Linked DNA regions of Mus musculus: regions 1, 2 and 4 are each linked to region 3. The links are chromatin contacts, called in public promoter capture Hi-C maps. All regions are on one chromosome and are shown on one strand. The core of a region is the stretch at or near the end of the contact, and the rest is flanking DNA. Distances in the headings are between cores, read along the strand shown.

The links. Promoter capture Hi-C pulls out the DNA fragments that hold promoters and counts their contacts.
Region 1: a contact with region 3 is called in a promoter capture Hi-C map of liver, with 5 times the contacts expected there. The contact joins the promoter of Ache here to the promoter of Polr2j in region 3. A contact is called at or near these places in 2 of 39 promoter capture datasets (cranial neural crest and liver), 1 of 484 Hi-C or Micro-C datasets (embryonic stem cells) and 1 of 115 datasets of contacts at active chromatin or transcription factors (embryonic stem cells).
Region 2: a promoter capture Hi-C map of liver shows a contact between it and region 3, with 6 times the contacts expected there. The contact joins the promoter of Srrt here to the promoter of Polr2j in region 3. A contact is called at or near these places in 2 of 39 promoter capture datasets (cranial neural crest and liver), 1 of 484 Hi-C or Micro-C datasets (embryonic stem cells) and 3 of 115 datasets of contacts at active chromatin or transcription factors (embryonic stem cells, large pre-B cells and pancreatic cancer cells).
Region 4: a contact with region 3 is called in a promoter capture Hi-C map of pre-B cells, with 2.1 times the contacts expected there. The contact joins the promoter of Ppp1r35 here to the promoter of Polr2j in region 3. A contact is called at or near these places in 2 of 39 promoter capture datasets (cranial neural crest and pre-B cells).

What each region holds. Positions count from the first base shown.
Region 1 is chr5:137,286,724-137,289,521 of GRCm38.p6, reverse strand. Ache (acetylcholinesterase) reads right to left here and starts at 1,268. Exons shown (of 5, transcript NM_009599.4): 1 at 1,155-1,268. It overlaps Gm42456 (a long non-coding RNA gene), which reads left to right and starts at 878. Exons shown (of 4, transcript XR_003955815.1): 1 at 878-957.
Region 2 is chr5:137,305,909-137,308,990 of GRCm38.p6, reverse strand. It overlaps Srrt (serrate RNA effector molecule homolog (Arabidopsis)), which reads left to right and starts at 1,317. Exons shown (of 20, transcript NM_031405.2): 1 at 1,317-1,567; 2 at 1,806-1,945. The coding sequence starts at 1,824. It also overlaps the pseudogene Gm43013.
Region 3 is chr5:136,115,400-136,118,270 of GRCm38.p6, reverse strand. Polr2j (polymerase (RNA) II (DNA directed) polypeptide J) reads right to left here and starts at 1,580. Exons shown (of 4, transcript NM_011293.2): 1 at 1,466-1,580. The coding sequence starts at 1,518.
Region 4 is chr5:137,777,609-137,780,453 of GRCm38.p6, reverse strand. It overlaps Ppp1r35 (protein phosphatase 1, regulatory subunit 35), which reads right to left and starts at 1,550. Exons shown (of 4, transcript NM_027242.5): 1 at 1,233-1,550; 2 at 909-1,152; 3 at 692-828; 4 at 347-600. The coding sequence starts at 1,460. The coding sequence ends at 427.

The sequences.
Region 1 (2,798 bases), core at 19-2,518, 1.2 Mb before region 3:
CAGGTTCTGAAGGCATCTTGGAATCTTGTCCAGTCGACACCTTGCCCCACCCTGCTCCGCCTCTCTTCTTTCTGGTACGGCCGGTTGGTACCCGTTTGCTTTACATCAACCGCACCCCTCTCGCCTGACTCCAGCCAACTGTCTCACTCGCCCCTTGTGGGGCTCACCAGAACTCAAGCCCCTATTGCATCCCCATATTGCAATGCCCTCCACTGCCAACCGGGAGCAGTAGAGACCAAGAAGAGGCCAGAGCTCCCCGCCCGAGCCTTGGTGTGGGGGTATCTGGAGAATCGTGAGCATCGCAGAGGGGGTTGAAGGGCGAGCCAGGACGTCTGTGTTCCGGGAGCTCCGGAGATCCCCGTAGCAAAGGCAGGGGCGCTATTTTGGGGGCAACAGCTGCTGTAGTTCCGGCGTCTCCAGCCAAGAGATCAAAATTCCCCGGGTCGGAACTACCCCCTCCGGGTGTTCACCCATCACCCAGCCAGTTCTGGTCGCCTGGATCTGGGGATAGTGGCGTTGTTGGAGATTAACCAGGAAACCCGAGTGGGGCTAATTATAACTCGGGGCTTCCGCTGAGCCTCCTTTTAGAGGGAGGGTGGGAGGGTGAGAGGGAGGGAGGGAGGGAGGGAGGGAAAGAGAGAGACAGAGACACATAGAGAGAGACAGAGTCAGAGAGAGAGAGAGAGAGAGAGAGAGAGAGAGAGAGAGAGAGAGAGAGCGCAGGAGGGGTCCTGGAGCTGGCAAGGGGCTCAGCTGGGTAGGGACGTTGGGGTCGCGGCCCTCGGGATGGGGGGTGGTGCATTCGGGATGTCAGTAACCTGCGCAGTTTGGGCTCCGCCCCAAACAGGGGGCGTCTTCCAGTGTCCCCAGACTTTGAAGAGAGTGGGGAAGGGGCCTTCAGGGGGTCCCTGCAGGAAGGGAGCGCAGAGGCAGCGGCCGGCCCAGCGAGCATCATCAGTAAGTATGCAGCGGCTAGCGGGAGTTTCAGAGGAGTGCGAGGCAGTGGAGGGGCCCCTCTAGGCAGGCCCCACGGGGCAGGAGGTGCAGTAGGAGCTCTGTTGGGGGGCTTCGATCGTTCCAGGATCGCACGTTTCCCCCGGGATGCGGATTGGTCCCGACTCGGTGGAGGGTCCTGGGTGGGTTGGGAGACTCACCTGAGGCGGCCAAGCCGGGCCGGGTCGGGCCGCGCCGGGAGCTGGAGGCGGCCAATGTTCCCCGGCGCAGGCTGAGCCGACAGTGACAGCCGCCTCCGGCCCCCCGCACACACCCCTCCGGGCCGCACGGCGCCCCCGCCCGCCCACTGTCTCCGCCCCCGCCCCTCCCCGCTCCCCCGGGCTGCCACCTCCCCTCCTCCCTCCCTTCAAGCCCCGAGACCCCGGGGAGCGGGAGCCCAGACACACTCCAGTGGTAGATTCAGACAGACCGACAGACCCGCAGACCCGCAGCGGCGGGGCAGACACCCACGTGACAGACGGACCGCAGCCTGCGGAGACACCAGACACCGTTCACGCAGGCGACAGTCTCCTGCGGTGACAAGTCACAGACAGACCGGTCGCCTTTCACGGACGGAAGGACACACTGACAGCTCTAATCCAGAAAGATCAGAGGCCTAATATTTGGCATCTGTAACCAGGACAAAGCTTGGGGCAGGGTAATAAGAGAAGAGACACGAGAAAGCCTGACTGAGGACCCCCTTCAGCTGACACTGGTAGAAAAGATGACGTGGGACATCTCTGTGGAGACGAAAGAACACCTGTAGGAACAAATAACAGAAACACAGGCTCTCCCTTATAGGAAAAGACCCCTGTGGGCAAGAAGAGGTGACACGGGGACAGCTGAGAAGCCAGACCACATAGTGGCAAGCAGAAGGCTGTGGGGAGATGCTACAATGCACTCTGCTGCAGCTCTGGAAACTTCCGGAACCCCCGAGGGTGGGCTTGAGCTAATTCCCCTGACCGGTGACCTCCGGCTGTCATCACAAGGGTCCGGCTGGTCCATGACATCACCGGGCCAAGCTTTCATTGGTTGTTGTGGCTAGCAGGTGGGAGCGGCCTACACTTGGAGCCCCCAGCCTGTTTGGGAGTCCCTTAGACCACACGCCCAGCCTTCTAGGGAGTCTCCCACCTAGCTGCACCTTAGTGACTGTGGGAAGTGTGCAGTTTTGTGCCCACGCGAGATCACTACATGAAAGAGACAACTGGCTCACGGGGTGGGTGGGGGCATCTGGCTCTGGAGCCTGCGGGCCGCTGCTGCGTGGGCGACTGGCCTGCACGCGAGAGCGTGGGGACGTGCGTGCGCGCACGCGATATGGGGCGCTGCGTGGATCTATGGGGGGTAGGGGGACACGTGCACGCATGCTCGCTGTGGACGCCGGGAGCTTTCCCTCGAGCCCCAGACACTCATCACTCATCAGTCACTTCCTCCGAGCAAGGGGCAAAGGCGCGCTGTCTTGCAAAAGGCTGGTCCCCAGAAGATACCAGCGCAGAGTCCAACCTCTCCCAGATATGCGATTTTCATCTCTCCAAACTGCGACATCCCCCCCGCCCCCCCCCCCCGCCCTCCAACCCTCCTGTCCCTGGAGAACCTGGCCACTGCATGCCGGGAAACTCATCTGCAGTCCAGCTCACTCGCGACGGGTCCGTGCTGACTATCGCCAGGTGGCGCCAGAGGCTGTCATTCGGACCTTGAGGACTGGGGTGGGACCAACCCTTGATTGTCTCTTTCCTGGTGTCTCTGGAAAGAGGAACAGACAGGGTGTGTGTTACTGTTGCTGTGGGAGAGAAAGAGTCTGACGCCGC
Region 2 (3,082 bases), core at 68-2,567, 1.2 Mb before region 3:
TGAGACGGGGCCTTCTTTCTCTGTGTAGCCCTGCCTGGCTGGCCTGGAACTCCCTTTGTAGACTAGGTTGGCCTCCAACTCAGAGATCTGCCTGCCTCTGCCACCAGAGTGCTGGGATTAGAGGTGAGCGCCACCATGCTCCCATCTTCTTGAATTACGTGTGTATGAGCTGGTTGCAAGACTTAAATCCCAGTACTCAGGAGGCAGAGACAGGAAGATCTCTCAGTCTGAGGCCAACCTAGTCTACAAGGGGAGTTCCAGGCCAGCCATGGGGTACACAGAAACCTTGTTTTGGAACAAAATGATGAGTATATGTATCTGTGTATCAGTGTGTGGGTGTGTGTGCATCTGAGTGCAGTGCCCTTGCAGACCAGAAGAGGTGTCAGTTCCCTAGGCACTGGAGTTAACAGTCTGTGAGCAGCCAGCCACATGGGAGCTGGGACTCCAACTCTGATTTTCTGCAAGACCAGGAAGTGCTCTTACACACTGGACCGGCCTCTTTGGAAAATGTTTTTGAGAAAGGGTTTTAGAAAATTGTCAAGGCTGGCTTTGAACTCATTTTGCAACCCCTGAATTTGATTCTGCTTTGACTTACTGAGTAACTCGGGTTACGCCTGTGCCAACGTAACTGTCTGCTAAGTTTTTAAAATGCCCCCTTGTAAATACACCTTATTAGATGCTGGGATTTTTCATTCTTTTCTGGGAGCAAGACAGTGGCATGCTCCCTTGTTTAGCTTAGTATTCTATTCATGGAAAAGGGCTTACTGTTATCTTAGGGATTTCAACTGGAAACTAGTGGATCCTGGTGGTTGTTTCCAGACTGCAATGTAAAGACTCCCATTAAAGAACTGGGCATTAAGATCGAGGTTTACACTTTTGCATGAGTATTAGGCTCCTCTGTCCAAGACAAGCAGGAAGAACGCATTTTATAAGTAGCACATACTGTATTTTTTTGCAGGAGAAAATGGTGGGAGGAGATGCCTCTAAAATGGTTGCTTCTATGAATTATTCCCTAGACATCCATCGTCCCCAAACCCCTCGATAGCAAATCCGCCCTTGAGGAGGTCAAGAGGTGCCCCAGCCCAGGGCTATTGCAAAGCAACCTTTGGATGCAAACTAGCTCCTACCCAGGATACCTTACGGGAGTGACACTTAACTTCTCCAGTGCCCTCCTTTTCAAGTAGGCACGAGCACGTTCAGAAGGCCTGGCTTGGCCCAGCTCAACTTCCGTAGCTCCGAGAAGCTGGGGCGATTTTGTCGCAAAACCACGCGAGACTTCCGCGTCTCCACCCTCTTCCCGTCATTCTTTTAATCTCGGAGTTTTAGTTTGGTCCGGGGGTCTTGTTTTGTAGTTGGAGGCCGAGCTCCGGGAGTGACGTAGGACGCGCGCGCGCCTCCTTGCCCCCCCCCCCCCCCCGCGGTCCCGCTCTTCTCTTCCCCTTCGTCTCCGGGCTGAGAATCCCAGCGTCTCCTTCCAACCCTCTTTGTGGTCCATTGTCGCTCGTTCCGGTCCGCCCGGAAAACAAGCCCGCCGGCGCGCGCTTCCAACGGCCCCGACCGCTGCCAGGTGGGGGAGGGGAAGGAAAGGCCCGGGCGGCGGGATTGCGAGGAGAGGACCGTGCCCGGGGGCTTCGGGGGTGGACGAGGGGGAATCCGTGGGGACAGTGAAACTGTCGGAGCGATCGCCCTGCCCGGGATGGCAGGCCGGCCTCGGCGGGAGGGAGGCGGGCGTGCTGTCCCCGGGGGATTGTCCCTCCTCTGGTCCTTGTTCATCATCACCGTGTCTACCCGCCGCCGGGCCCCAGGCCTCCTCTGACAGCACCATGGGTGACAGTGATGATGAATACGACCGAAGACGCAGGGACAAATTTCGAAGAGAGCGCAGCGATTATGACCGTTCCCGGGAAAGGGATGAAAGACGGCGAGGGGACGATTGGAATGACCGGTGAGACAGTATTAACGTCCATACCCCGCCCCGTACAACCCTTCCGCGCCACAATTTTTCTTTTCGTTTCCTTTTTTGTCTTTACCTTACAAAATCTTATTAGGATGCAGTTTACCGTTGAGCCATTTCTGTAGTTTCAGTCTATTCACCGTTGGCTCAGATTTTGAGCTTTTAACCAAAGTGACGGTCAGTATTAGTGCTGGACAGGAGCTCCGCACAGCTGGTTGGACTGCATCTTCCGTGCAGGCTACATAGGGAGACACAATCTCAAATCCAAATATTAAGAAAGCACAAACTGACCAAAGTGAGATTGGCCCGAAACTCTTTAGGTAGCTCAAGATGACATTAAACTTCTGAATTAAGGAAGTATTCTACCACATCCTGTTTAAGAGTTTTTTGAAAGGATTTTTAAAACAGGTAATTGAGATAAGAAATGTGCAAGTGCATTTCTTCTTTTATATAATAAAACGTTCATGGGGGTTTGCTTACATTATGTCTATGCACCTCATTCGTTCCTGGTGCCCGAGGAGGCCAACAGAAGGCTTTAGATCCTCTGGGAAATGGGCAGGAAAGATGGTTGTGAATTGCTTTGTGGGTGCTGGGACTCAAAGCCTAGTCCTCCGCAAGAGGAGCCAACCAAGAGTGGTTAAAAGGAGTGCATTTAACTACTGAGCCAGCTCTCTACCTCTCTTCCTTTTTAAATCCAGAGGTGAAGTAAAAACAACAAAAACAAAGCCAGTTTAGTGAGTTAAGCGCCATAGCTCAACTTGAAAACAGATTTCTTTATTTTTAAAGATTTATTTGTTTGAGTGCTCAATTTGCATGTACATCTGCATGACAGAATAGGGCATCTGGTCCCTGTAGTTGTTGCTGGGATTTGAACTCATGACCTGGATAAGCAGCCAGTGCTCTTAACTGCTGAGTCATCTCTCAGTTTCTTTAGAGGGATTTGAAATGACTTTGAGATAGAATTTAAGAGGTTGAGACCAGCCAGGGCTACATGGTGAGACTCCCTTTCACGAAACAAGTATGAAATGAAGGGAAAGCCTGGAAAAGAGGAAGCCTAGTGTGGGTGTGATTGTGAGAGTGTGTGGATGGTATATGCAAATGAGTGTGATTTATGGGGCCTACAGCTAG
Region 3 (2,871 bases), core at 331-2,830:
AAGAAAAAAAAAAAAGCCGGGCGTGGTGGTGCATGCCTTTAATCCCAGCACTCTGGAGGCATTGGCAGGCGGATTTCTGGGTTTGAGGCCAGCCTGGTCTACAAAGTGAGTTCCAGGACAGCCAGGGCTATACAGAGAAACCCTGTCTTGAACCCCCCCCCCCCCCCGCAAAAAAAGCCTGAGAACTTGACCTACAGCAGAACCCAAGATGCAACCAAGTACCAGGAAGGACCTCACGGCTTGTCCCTTGGCCCATACCCCAGAGTTACTCCCTAGCAACAGTTAATCAAAGATTAGTCTGGTTGCTTCAGATCTACTTTCAGATAGTTTGTGATTGTTCATCTCCCTTCACAGCACCACCTGTCAGCTTACAACAGACATTCAGTTAGATACCTGCCAAGCTCCATACCCCGTCACTCCCACTCCCTAGAAAACCTTGTCCTGGGTTCAAGGCTGCTCTGCCTTCTCTTCCTGTCCTGTTGTGTCAGGGTTGGGTTGGAGGAGAGCCCAAGCCCGAGCTTGTGATAAAGAGACCCTAATGGAAACGGCTCCTTAATGATCTTTTGGGGTTCACAAACGATTCCTAGCACACCTCCATACCTTTTTCCCACTGAGATAGAGACTAAGCTGACTTCCAAGAAGGGGCACACACACGAGAGAAGGGTTACACAAGAGAGAAGGGTTCGTAGCAAACTTTGAGTCATCAAAAGAGTGTATTTGGCTACCATTAAGACAATTACATAAAGCCAGAGCCGGTGGCTCAGGCCGTTAATCCCAGGTAGAAGCAGGTGGATCGCTGAGTTTGAGGCTAGTCTGGTCTGCAAAGCTCGTTCCAAGACAGTCAAGGAGGATACACAGAGAAACCCTACCTCCAAAAGACAATTAGATGCTTAATCTCTAAACCTGTAGCCACTCGAGTGCAAAGTACTTCCCCCTGCTCTCTGAATGCACACAGACCCAACTTGCGTCTGTCTTACTTTCTTAGCGCTCTCTTCCTCTGAACCCTCCTGCTTAAGCCCATATTAAAGTATCTTTAATTAAAAACCCACCAATCCTGCTTCACTAAACCGAAGAGTCCTGAAATTCTTTTTAGCGTGGAGCCACGAACCCGGGTTTGGCCTAAGTCGGGATCCCTGAAAATCTAGGAGAAACCCTCAGGTTGCTGAGGAGTGTAAGAGAGCTGTGTCTCTGTCCCTTCACAGCTGTCATCATGAACCAAGTGTCTGGAGCAAGACACTCCATGTCCCAGAGCCTCCGATTTCCCACTGCAAAATGCATGCACGCGCCAGTGCTTCGCGCCGCTGCCTGAAGCTGGGCAGACTCGCATTGAGCAGCACGGAAGACTCAAAGCAAAGCCCGCCTCCCGCCTCGGTTTCCCCAGACAGGAGCAGTGCGGCGCTCCAGCGGAGCTGACGGCCGGCAGGCTCCTATGCAACCGTCCCCGCCTCCGCCGGCCTCCACTTACTTCTTCTCGCCCTCGAAGAGCAAGAACGACTCGAAGGCCGGAGGAGCGTTCATCCTAGCGCCGCGCTCTCGCTCCCCGACACCAACCCACAGTCTCCTTCCGCCAACAGAGCCCCGAAGCGCGACCACTTCCGGATTTCTCAGCCGCAGCCAATCAGTGTAAGCACCTGGCCCCCGCCCCCTAGCGGCTCGGATGACCTAATGCAGGCGCAGGCAAGGCTGAGGGCGAGCCGTGCGCATGCGTCAGTTTAGAACCCTTGTTCGAGGCGTCCATGCTGAGTGTTTTGGCGCGTGCTCCCGCGCCCGGAGTTGAGCCACCTGTAGCTGGCTCCCCGGTACCGACTGAATGGGACTAAGAGTCTAAGTGGGCTGCTGCTGCAGGACCCCCGGGTGGGCCGACACTGGCGGACTTATGAGGCCTTCTAGATGAGGACCAGTGGAGCAAGAAGGGATGTAAAGGTTGGGGAGGAGCTTGGGGTACCAGCGCATCTTCTCTTGAGCACACAGGTAACTAAAAACACGATGAAAGCTTTGCACCTCGCCATTTTTCAGCGGTCTCTGTAGCAATCTTTTATTTTTCCTATTTTTAAAGATTTTTATTTGCATATCTTGTATGGGCACGTATATGCAGGTGCCTTTGGAGACCAGAAGAGGGTTGGGTCACCTGGAGCTGGAGTTACAGGTGGTTGTGAGCCCCCCCTGCCCCAGTGGGTGCTGGGAACCGAACTCCAGTCCCCTGCAGGAGCAGTAAGACCCTTAACTGCTGAGCCATTTCTCCAGCCTCCCTGATGGCTCATCTTGTCAACCGGATGAAATTTAGAATCATCCTAGAAACAAACCCCTAGGAGGGGCCAGCAAGACAGCCCAGTGGGCAAGGGGGAGTGTGACCAAATCTGATTACCTAAATTCAGTCCCCAGAACCCACGTGGTGGTAGAGAACAGACTTCTCCGACCTCCCTTCACGGTATGCATTTACACATGTGTGCACTCACAATAGAGAATAATAATCATAACCATAATAAAGAACGTTTGGTTGTCTTTGGGATTCTAGACAGATTTGACTGAGGAAGACAGACGTGTATGGCATCATCCTAGAGGCTCAGGAGTCAGACTACAGCTTCCTGGCGCAGATGCAGTGTGCTTGGCTGCCTGGGAATCCTGTTGCTATGACATCTGCATTGTATACCCTTCCTTAAGATGCTTCTGGTTGGTTGTTTTTTTGTTTTTTTTTTTTGGGGGGGGGGTTCGAGACAGGGTTTCTCTGTGTAGCCCTGGCTGTCCTGGAGCTCACTTTGTAGACCAGGCTGGCCTCAAACTCAGAAATCCGACTGCCTCTGCCTCCCGAGTGCTGGGATTAAAGGCATGGACCACCACGCCTGGCTGCTTCTGGTTGTTGTTGTCTTGGTT
Region 4 (2,845 bases), core at 301-2,800, 1.7 Mb before region 3:
GGGGATTGAACCTAGGGCTTTGTACATGCTTTCCCCAGGTACTACCACTCATCTGAACCTACCCTGCCTGAAACCGTATCAAAATAATTTGTGTAACTCAGACTGTCCTTGGACATAGAATCCTTCTGCCTCAGCCTCCCAAGTGCTGGGACATTCTTGGAGCCTCGGTGTCAGGCTAAGGCTCAAGTTCTAATAACTAAAGCTGGGGATTTAAATGGAGAGGAAGGTCTGACCCCACACTTGGGACAGTGCTTTCCACTTGCCATGGGGGTCGGGGCAGGAAAAGGGTAGAAGACCCTGAAGCAGTTTAATCCTATCTAAACTCCCAAGAACAGTTCGGTAATTTAGGGGGGGAAACATTTTATTCTATTATAAAAAAAAAAAAAACTAACAAAATTACAGACTAGCATTCCAGAGTTATGAGGGCTACGCTTCCCAGCGCCTCAGCATCCGATGCATGAGAAAGGTATCTTCTGAAGGGCGGGGCCGGGCTTGAAGCCTTAGTGGGGGCAGCCCATCCACTGTCAAGTGCGGAGATTCGGACCACAGAGAATCTGGGTTGCACAGCATGGTCATGTCTGGGCCCGGCCCGAGCACCTCCTATGGGAAGGTGAAGCAGGTTACACTCGAGGTGGAGGAAGAGAGCCCAGGGGGTAGAGGGATGTCCAGGTCCCTGCATCCCTTCCTTCACCTTCAGGGGCGGGGCTCGGGGCTGCGGTGGCAGCATCGCCAGCTTCTCCCTCAGCGCCGCGTTCAGTACCTGCTCCTCGGGCACCTGCAGACTCACCAGGTCTCGGTAGAGTCGCTTAGAGCGCGGCACGTTCAACCCTGCGAGCGCAGGGAAGGCGGGACTGAGGATCGCCCTTCACCCAGACCACCGCGCCCGGCCGGCCGCCTGCCCCCCTCACCCTCCGCCACGGTCTCCTCCAGGGCACAGCGGGTCCGGAACGACTTTCTCAGCTGCTCCTCTACCGCCTTGGAGGCATCAAACTGGCCGCTGGCGACAGCGGCGCGCGCGTTCTGCAGCTCCAGACTCAAAGCCAGGCTGCTCTGCAGGGCCGGTGCCTCCAGCTCATGATCGTCGCCCGGTGCACCGGCCACCAGCAGCGGCTCGGACCGCACCGGGGAGGGCGGCGCCAGTTGAAAACGAACCTGGGAGTGGAGGGCGGAACCGTGAGCTGCAGATCCCGGGGCGCTCGGCGGGCGGGGGGCCGGGCCTTCACGCCGCTCACCTGCCGCCCCCTCCGGCTACCGCCCCGCCGCCCCTTCCGCTGACCCGGGCTGCTCTTCCGCGCCTTCGGACTTTCGGGCAGCGGGCTCGGGCTAAGGCTCAAGTCCAAGCCCGGCTCGGGCTCTGGGGCTCGGGGTTCCGGGGCTCGCGGCTCCGGGGGTGGCCCCGGGACCTCCAGGGCCTCTTCGCCTTCAATGGACTCTAACGCAGACGCCCCGAAGCCCATCATCTTGTTCTAAAGGCTCGGGGTTTCAGGACGCGGGGTCTCCTCTTTTCTCCCACCCTCCGGGGCTACCACTACCGGAAACCGTTAGCCCTTACCCACCGGAGTAAGACACGCCCGCCGCGCCACTCCATTGGCGCTCCTGGACGTCATTCCCACCGCTCCGCCCTCCAGCTTCCGGACGCACTTCCGCCCTCACACGCTAACTTCGCCTTTAAGGCGGGGCGTTAGAGCGACGGTGCCCTAGGTACTCTACGGATTCCTATCTAGACTACTTTTCCTTAGGGAACGGGGGTGTGGCGTCTTTGCCTGTCAGACTCTAATGCTCATTTGTTCTGGGATTAAAGCGTTAGTCCTCTTTCACTGTAACAATATCCTCGCTGCTCTCGCATCTAGAGGTCCCGAGTGGCGCCCCCACCCCCCTTCCTGAAGGTTTTGGTCATTTTTGAACGCCGATCAAATCTTCCCTGTACGTGGAAGCAGATTCGTTGCAAAATCCCTGGATTCTGATATTTGCATAAGGAAGTACTAAGGGAATTGACGGAATATTGCCTTAATTTTAAATCCATATCCTGGGGGTTGGTTCAGAGGGTAAAGGCGATTGCCATCAAGACTGACAATTCCAGGGTCACACGTGGTGGAAGGAGAGAACTGACTCCTTTCTGTTGTCCTCTGATGCACACTTAGACTAAGGAAAATCCACATCCTAGTCTCTCAGTCCACCAAACCACACCACCACATACACACAACACACAGAGACATTTTTAAAAAGCAATGACGGCTTAGGAGTTAGAAGCAGCTGGGCCGTGGTGGCACACGCCTTTAATCCCAGCACTTGGGAGGCAGAGGCAGGCGGATTTCTGAGTTCGAAGCCAGCCTGGTCTACGGAGTGAGTTCCAGGACAGTCAGGGCTACACAGAGAAACCCTGTCTTGAAAAGCAAAAACAAAGGAAAGGAACGAATAAGAAAGAATCTGAGTTTGGATCCCCTGCGTCTGCATCTGTGTAAAACCCAATAACCCCCGGGGCTCAATGGCCAGCCAACCTAGCCAAAACATGGAGCTCCAGGCTCACATCGAGTCCCTGCCTTAACAAATAAGGTGGGCAGTGATAGAGGAAGACACCTTGATGTTCATTTCTGGCCTCTACACACACACACATAAATGGGGAGACTGCACCTACACACACAGATGTGCAGCATTCATTTAGCACATACGCATTAAAAGAAAGCCGGCAGCTAATGCTGATGGTTGTGAAGGCAGGTGACCAGTACTCGGAGTCTGCATTTGGATAAGCCTGTAACTCCTGTGACTAAGAGGGTTTCTCCTTATAATGCAAAACACAGCTGGAACCTTAAAGGTAATAAGATCATTTCTGGTGAAACCAAAAGGA